Regions from separate parts of the Pan troglodytes genome. Here region 2 is linked to region 1. A link is a contact called in public Hi-C data. All regions are on one chromosome and are shown on one strand. The core of a region is the stretch at or near the end of the contact, and the rest is flanking DNA. Distances in the headings are between cores, read along the strand shown. Region 1 has its middle 200 kb from the start of STK26. Region 2 holds the start of RAP2C (RAP2C, member of RAS oncogene family).

Region 1 (4,482 bases), core at 905-3,404:
CATGATACCTGAGAGGAGACATCATAGGAATTAAATTTCCAGTTGTTAAATAAGTGTTTTATGAAGTGAACATGTCTTCAGAGACCATGTTGTTATTGAATGTAGCAATCAAGAAGCTCTTGGTTAATGTTTCATTTACTAAAAATTCAGGTCTTGCAAATTTTTCATGATAATGACAAACTGCCCAGGAAACAGAAGTGAAAGTATACTCCAAACCATAACATACAAATAAACCTCATTTTAATGTAAACTTACTATTGTGTATGACACGAAATATAAATGTTTATGTGTATATATTGAAATGAGTGCATGAGTATATGAGTTTGCATGTGTATGTTGAAACTGTGAAAGGAAAATAAATCTCAGGGCCCCAAAATCACTAAGCCAAAGGGAAACATCAAGCTGGGAACTGCGTCAGGCAAACCTGCCTCCCATTTTATTCCTAAATAAGATGGCTACAATGATTGAACAAAGCAAAAACAAAAAGCTACATATCTCCCTCACAATTTGCCCACTAGGAAATTCCTTGTGAGCCCCAAGATTTTTACCCTGAAACAGTTCTGTTGAATTTCACCCTGACAATGTAAATTTTGGCTTATCCTCACAGGTATGGAACAAAAGACAGAACTCAAAGTCTTCCCTCTGCTCACTTGAGACAAATGCATGTCTGATTGCTTCCTCTGCCCTGTGTTTATTTTATCCTATGTAAAAAATGCAGATTCACTGAGCTAGATGAATGTGTACGTGACTATTCCTCTACCCTCATCTCGCCTATGAAGGGCTGATCAAAGACTCAAAAGAATGCTACCCTTTGCCTCTTATCTACCCACATCTTTTCAAAATTTCTTCCCCTTTCCCCAGTATCTGCCCTTTCCCCTTTAAATATTGAAGCCCTCAAAATCATCTTTGAAGAAAGGCATGGACCTATCTCCCAGGCATGCGTGTACTTAAACTTGCAAAATAAATTTCTAAAACTATTGAGACCTGTCTCAGACACTTTTTAGTTCACAAAACATAATCCAGATGTTTATCAGTATTACTAATAGGTACTGTTTATGACAGTGCTTTACTCTTGGTCAGCACATGGTTCTTTTCTGAATCCTTTGCAAATCCTTTGCAAGCACCATGTCTTAATTACGTAAGATAAAATACCATAAGATTGACCCCTAAGTGATAAGCATATACACACTAAAGTCACAGGAAACCATTGACAGTCATATAAGAACATAGGAACATGCCTGTGTTCCGATTTTAAATTATTTTGACTATCAGACTGTATCAGTCTCCTCTGACTGGAATTTATACATATTTGAGTTTGTGTATCCTTCCAAATGGGCACTGTATAGCACGCAGTCTTGAGAACCATCTAGACACTTAGCTTAGGGTTCCAGACAACTGCTTCTCCCTCAACACACAGGCCTAGTGCCTAGGCCAGAAATGGAGTAGGACTCCCGGGAAACATGGGAAGTGAGTCAGGCAAGAACAACATGGATTTGCTCTTCTCCAAGCCCTTAGATGCAACCATTTGCTTTTCCCTCTAGGCCTGGATCCCTGAGGTTTGACCCCTGATACACCAAGACAATTTAGTACCATGAGAAAAAGTTAGGTGAAGAAAAAGCAGAACTGTGAAGACTAGGTAAGTGGAAATTGAGTTCTTGAACTGAAAAGACCCCTGATGAGAGTGTAGGTTTAGGCGCCAGTTTGATTTCAGATGAAAAACCAAAAGCAAAATCACAATAGTGTGAGCGAGTTTCTCAAGTCAGCCATATTTCCTGGTGCCTTAATCTGTTGGTCACATTTTTTTTTTCATACCGGACGGGCGGGAGAAGAGGGCTTGGGGGCAGTATTGGATAGAATTCCAGGAGCAACACTGCCATCGTGAGGAAATTTCTGGAAAAAGCCCCATCCCTTAGAGGGCTTATATTGGAAAGTTCCAGGCTCGGACCATGAGCTGGATCTTAGTTCCACCTCCTGAGGCCTACCTGAAGCTCTGGACAGAGTGAGGTCCAGGTGTAGGAACTGGCCCGTGGGGAGGGAAGACTAAGTCGGCCTCTGGCAGGAAGTCCAGGCCCAGGAAGTTGTAGGGTGGGGTCTTGGTATTCTCCCAGTATGGGCGGGACTGGAGGAAGCCACCAACCAACGAAGTACTGGGCCTGTGGGTATTCGTCTCTCTCCCCGCCCCTGAGAGTCTGGGAAAGGCTGACACGTGGTGCCTTCAGGCTCTGGGGCCTAGGACCTTTGTGGTAGCAGAGTCACTGCAGAGAACCAGACAATACCAGGTTGCTTATAAAAGGATGCCATGTGCTTGCTGGAGGTCCCAGGTGCAACCAAATTGCTTGCAGCTAGGAGGACCTTGAAGAGAAATGGAATCAGCCCGCCAAACCAAGAAGGGTTAGCACTTTTGCTAGGAGAGCTGACCACGCACAAACAGATGAGAACCAAAACCGAGTGAAGAGGATTGAAGATGAACCCACATTTTAAAAGTTCTTGTCTGCTGGAGGTGGCATTACCTGTGACCTCGCTTCACTTCTCCATACATGGCTGTTATAGCAGGTACATTGTAAAGAAGCATGATTATTTCTAGAAATGCAAAAACATGTGGCAAGATTTTAAAACCTGTCATTATTCTAAAGAATACTTAATGAGATTTGAAGAGCATTCAAGTTACAAATGAGGAAAACTTGTTTTAGCATTCAAAGTACAAGAGGATTTGAACATTTTTTAAGTGTATATTATTTGTGCAAAGTGAAGATATAAGAATGTATGGCAAGGATATTTTTAAGTGGCTATTTCTTGTTGTGATTGAAGTACCGTTTACTTTCTACTTATAATTTCTTAAAATCTAAACGGTGCCAGCAGTGGGTGTAACTTTTGTAATTTCTTGAAATAGAAAGGTCTTCTAGAGTAAGATGCAAAAAAAATCCAAGCACTCAAATATACATTGTCATTCATGTATGCAAATGGTATAAGGTAGTGTTGAAGACTGTGCAAAACTATATCCAGTTTGCATTCAATTATCTTTAAAGAGAAGGATAGTCCATGCTCCCAGAGGTTGAATAAAAATAAATAAATAAAGAGAAGTAAATATATATATAATAGGTGCAATCATTTTCTTTTCCCTCTAGGCCTGTAAGCAGGTAACTAGGACCTATCTATCTAATGCTTATACATATATATGCATTATGCATATCATGCATAATCATGGTCAGTGTTAGAGTGAGTATGCGTTTCAACTTTATAGATTTTACATAAAATTTTAAGATAAAATTTTGGTATAAGTTTTGAAAAATATAAACAAAAGAAATCCTAATGTTCTGAGGCATAAGCACATAGTGCCTGTTCCAATGTTAGTATATATATATATGTATATATATATATATATGTATATATATATGTATATATATATGTGTATATATATATGTATATATATATGTGTATATATATGTATATATATATATGTATATATATATATATATATATATATAGTCAGCATAGTAATGATTAGGTAAGGCAGGTATCAAAATTAAGATACTTGAGTGGTGGCATTATAGGTATTATGTCCTGTGTATAAATTTTTTAAAAATTGAGAACCTAACATTCTTTAATGAATTAGTCAATCAAGAAGCTCATTGCAAATATTTTATTATCTAAAATCCAGGTCTTGCAAATATTTCATGACAATTTCAGTTACCCAGGAACGAGCAGTGAAAAGTTTGCATCTAAAACATGATGCATATATAAATTTAATTTAAATATGTTTATTGTAGTGTATTACCGTAAATATAGACCTGTGTGCATGTTGAAATAATGGGAGTAAATATGCAAAAGGCTATTAGTGTTTAATACAAGATTTTATGACAGTGCTTTTGTTCTTGATCAGCACGTGGTTATTTTCTAAATTCTTTACAAGCACCATGTCTTAATTACTTATGAGAAAACACCATAAGACTGATTCCTAAGCTTAAGCAGTGGCACACACATATATAATAAAGCCATAGGAAGCCATTAAAAGTCAAATAATGACGTGCATGGGAACTTGCTTGTGTTTTAATGTTGAATGATGGAACCATAAGACAAAATCATGTTCCTTTCTACTGGAATTTTGTAAGTTTGGAGTGTGTGTGTCACCCCAAGAGGGACATTGTATGGAATTCAGCCTTGAGATCTATCTGGACCCTCCTATTAGGGTTCTGACATGGCTGCCCCCAACTCAATACACAAGACCTAGTGCCCAGGTCAGAAAATGGAGGACTCCCAGGGAACCTGGCAGTGAAACAAGTCACATGGCCTGGTGCCTAGATTTGTTCTTCTCTAGGCTGTTATTTCCATTATTTCCTTCACTTTCTTAGCCCTAGGTCCCTAAGAATTTCCCACTGAAGCAGATAACTTGGGAAATTGTTGGGGATCAAGGTTGAATGAAGAAGAGCAGACCTACAAAGCTATGGTAGAGTGGAAATGGGCATTTTTTTGTTTTTTTAAATT
Region 2 (4,208 bases), core at 178-2,677, 390 kb before region 1:
ATTGTTATACATAAAGATAATCAACGATTAAAATAAATTAGTCTTTAGGCCTAAACCGTTTCCAATCAAATCTTTCCTGAATATTGGTTACCTTTTCTGCCGTGTAGTGGTTGGAATCAAATGAGAACATAGCTGAGCAGAGTACCATAAAGTCTACTTCTAATGCTGCTGTTTTCGAGCCTTGTGATTTTTTTTAAGTGACTTTAGTATTCGCTGGTAAAGTCAAGGCGGATCTACCAGACGGTAAAAGTTCTGCGTGTTTGTCAGGCACGGCTAAGTAAAACGCACTGCATCTGAAGTCTAAGGGTAGTTTGCATGCATCTCTCAGCAAAATAGCAAGTGGAAGAAATACCAGCAAGGAGAATAAACTTTCTGGGCTGTTTGATTTCCCCTGCAACTTCTAGTCCAGGGATGTTTGGCGTTCTCCCGGTCGCTAGATTATTAGCCCGCAGGTTCCGCGCCGGCCAGGGAGCGGCTCAAGTCCTAGGGCCGGGCGGCTGGAGGTTGCAGGTCGGAGGGGCTTCTACGGGTTTGGGGGTGGGACGGTCCGCGGCAGCCGCGGGCGGGTAAGGACTGACGTCGCAGGTTTCCAGAGGCCCGTTCCCGAAGCCGGAGTCCCGACCCGAAACCGTCCCCGGCCGGCTCGCTCGCTCAGCAGGGCGCGGCTCCAGCGCCACCCTGCTCGCCCCGAAGAGGTGGGACTTTCCCCACCGGAAGTGATCCCGTCCAGTCTCGGGGAACTGGGGCACCTCAGCCAGTGTGTCAGGGAAACCCTTCCGGGTGTGTGCTTGGGGGGGGGGTGGGGGGGTGGGTGAGAAAAAAAAGAGGTGGGTTCGCCTGGAGTCCCTGCGGCCGCCGCCGGACGGCCCCCGCCTCTTTCCCCGCCGCGAGCAGCAGCGCTGGGGCAGCGGAGAGACAGAGGAGCCAGTGGGTGGCCATGGCCTTGGCGTGACAGAGCCTCCCCGGCGGCCGGGCGGGTGCGGACGGCGGGGTAAGCGGCGGTAGCTTGATCCGGGTGGGAGTCGGGGGAGGCGGCGGCCGGCGCCGCAGGTTCGGGGCGGGGGTCAGCCGGGTAATGTGCGTCCTTCTCCCCTTCACAGGCCGGACGACCCCCGCGGGAGCCGGGGCCCAGAAACCCGCCCGGGCAGCGGTAACTGGAACGGAGCCCTCAGGCCTGAGCCGGCTGGGCTGCGCGAGCAGGAAGCGGGGTCCCTGGGCCCCTTTGTGTGAAGGGCGGGGGAGGGGTGCCGGGCAGCGCCGGGCTGCGGGCTCCTCCGACGTCCGCCTCGCCGCGGGGTCCCCTCGCCGCAGCCCCCACCCTTTCCCTCCCGGGGGCACGCGCCTCCTCGCCACCCTCGCCGGGCTTTTCCCAGGCTCGCCCTCCTCCCCACGCCCCCTGCTCGGGCTGCAGTTCCTATAAGAAGGGCATTACCATCCCTTCCCCACCCTCCCCGACTCTACGCTCTTTCCCCTCCCCCTCCTGTAACTTCCTCTTCTTCCCCGGTTGGGCCCTCTGCTCCTCTGCACTCTCCTCCCCAGTTCGCAGATTTCCGCCCACCTTCCGCCTCGTCTAGCCGCGCCGCAGCTAGCGGGGTGATCTTTCCCCCCCCTCTGGTAGGAGTTGGTGAAGGTGAGACTCATGAGGGAATACAAGGTAGTGGTGTTAGGGAGTGGAGGGGTTGGCAAATCTGCCCTTACTGTGCAGTTTGTCACTGGGACTTTCATTGAGAAATATGACCCCACCATTGAAGATTTCTACCGCAAAGAGATCGAAGTGGACTCTTCCCCCTCCGTGCTGGAAATTCTGGACACCGCAGGAACTGAGCAGTTTGCCTCCATGAGAGATCTCTACATCAAAAACGGCCAAGGTTTCATCCTGGTTTATAGCCTGGTTAATCAACAGTCTTTTCAGGTAACCAAACCAAGTCTTGTAATTTGTTAGAAGGGGGTGTGGTAATCCGACATCGACTTCTGGGTTGCTTGAACCGTGCATTAATGACTGTGCTTTGCTTTTGAAAGTTAGACATGACGCATTTTTGAGGTTACTCCTGCCACGGAAGACTATCGGGTTGTTTCTATAGAGCGTAGTAAAAAGTAACAAGCGTCAACAAATATTTTAAAGCTATTTTTAAGTGAAAGAAAAGTGAAAAAGAAATGTCAGTCTGTGTATATTTCGCCTGGAATATAACCTTCTGAAGTTGCTTGCTCAATTCAACAAGTATTGATTAACTTACACGACAAAACATCTAACAAATAATCTCGGGTAAATAGAGCACTTTGAAAAAATTATTTGGAGCCGATTATCTGTTCCACAGATAAGTCCTCTGTGTCTATCCCACCCACACCTTCCCCTCCCACCCCCCAACACCCCCTCCCGCCGCCCTCCCCTTCTCTCTCAAGTTTCTCAACTAGATTCATAAATCTTAGTGTTGCAAGACGAAGAACTCAAGACCTGCCTTCTAGGCATTTTACTTAATTACTTGGGGCGTGTAGTAGGAAGAAAAGTTACTAATAGAAAAGACTAGTACCTAGAATTAATAACCAACAAAAATCAGGAATGACTCTTTTTCTGCAGTTGATCCAAATTGTTTCTGGTAACATTGCCTGTATTTACAGAAAATACGTGGGTCTGGGAACACTGAACAAGTGCAGATTTCTTACTCCGGCTGGGTGGCCAAACTGGATGTGGTCCAATCTCTTAGAAAATCTGTCCTGTCCTTCACTGGGAAACAGACTGAAGGTTTAACGTTATTTTAGGATATGCAATGTATGTTTCTATTTATTCCTCGAAAATGAATAACCTCATATTGACCCATTATATTGACCTCCATTGATTTAGGAAATGGATATATTTTTTCTGCATTTAAAGGTATGCACTTAATGTAGCTTGCTTAAGAGACCTTAAGTGCTTTAGCCAATACAATGTGCTAATTCCACTTTCTTTAGTATTTTAAATTAAAGTACTATAGTGAACTTTCCCAGTAACCTGATAGAACAACTTCAGGGATTTTTTTTTTAAGATGATAAATTCTGGGGAAACAAATAAAAGCTATTGAGACCAAACTAAATTCATTTTATGTAGGCATAAATTCCCAAACAATAGTATCATAAAAGCATTTTCCCCCAGAAAGTACCAAAGTACTGAAGGTGCTGTTTGACAGGCATTTTTTCCCTAAAGGATCCTCAGGAGATTTGTTATTCTATCAGCTTACTCTCTGGAGGCTGAGAGTCTTTTGAAGGGTGTTTCATAAGATTTCTGTTATATCCATTTCTGTTATAGACATGAATTGGGAGTGAAAAACTGTGCCGTTATTTCAGTGGAGATGTAAACTCTTTTGAGCCCAAATGCCCTAAGTTTGGATTTTCAGCTGAACTTATGTTTCCATAAAGACAATGGGAAATAAGCGTAACCTAGAAATCTGAGTTGATATATTATCAAACCAAATTGATGCAAATATCAAATAACTATATTTTTATAGATTTTCATAGTCCCTTGCTTTTCCGTAGGCCCACATGTGAATATTCTGTACTTACTATGACTTCCAATTAAGCATACATTTTCTATTTAAGGCAAACTTTTAAAATTATGAAATATTACCGAAAATGGTGATTTTTATAATTAAGTCTATAATATTGTATTAAATCAATACTTGCCCCCACCTCCCAAAATTGATGCTACTGGAGAATTGCTAACGCTCTTATCTTTTGTAATTCGTTGTAACTACTTGGAAAAAGTAATACGCATAGGGAAACAAGTAGTAAAAACAAACACAGGCAAAAAAAAAAAAAAAATGACTTCTTCCCACCCAGACTCCCCTTGCACTATCCTTCCCAGGAGTTGCTCACTGTTACAGTAGTTTCTAGTGAATTTAAGTGTATTTTAAGGTGTTTGATTTTACTGGAATAAATGCATACCATTCAATTTAAAATAAAACATTTAAGTGTATCCATCTGGTTGTACCTCTTTTATTCTAGGCATTACAAAGTGGTTTTTTTCCCCACTTAAAACACTTTCACTCAAGCCCTCTTGCTACATGGCTAGGAATGCATAGATGCTGCAATCCTGTGCTAGGATAACAGGTGTTACAAGGAGTGATGACAAGCAGGCAGGTTTAGGGAGATGGCCAAACATCCTTATGTACGAATGGATTAATCATTTGGAAACTTGCTTTTTTAATCAGTATAGACTGGGGGTGGGTAAAAGTGAT

What was found. A called contact is a pair of places that touch in the nucleus more often than the background predicts.
Region 2: a Hi-C map of induced pluripotent stem cells shows a contact between it and region 1, with 2.9 times the contacts expected there. The contact joins the promoter of RAP2C here to the enhancer-like site in region 1. A contact is called at or near these places in 3 of 7 Hi-C or Micro-C datasets (induced pluripotent stem cells and stem cell-derived neural progenitor cells) and 1 of 1 datasets of contacts at active chromatin or transcription factors (stem cell-derived excitatory neurons).

The regions. Positions count from the first base shown.
Region 1 is chrX:129,283,938-129,288,419 of NHGRI_mPanTro3-v2.0_pri, reverse strand. No RefSeq gene overlaps it. Among named protein-coding and RNA genes, the nearest start is that of STK26, 200 kb to the left of the region's middle. Within about 2 kb of position 2,154, at least 9 of the 24 cell types and tissues checked have an H3K27ac peak or open chromatin away from gene starts, as enhancers often do. A contact at or near this core is called in induced pluripotent stem cells and stem cell-derived excitatory neurons, where this site is marked.
Region 2 is chrX:129,675,524-129,679,731 of NHGRI_mPanTro3-v2.0_pri, reverse strand. RAP2C (RAP2C, member of RAS oncogene family) reads left to right here and starts at 1,427. Exons shown (of 3, transcript XM_054676626.2): 1 at 1,427-1,912. The coding sequence starts at 1,640. LOC107971183 (a long non-coding RNA gene) reads right to left here and starts at 709. Exons shown (of 3, transcript XR_001714145.4): 1 at 92-709.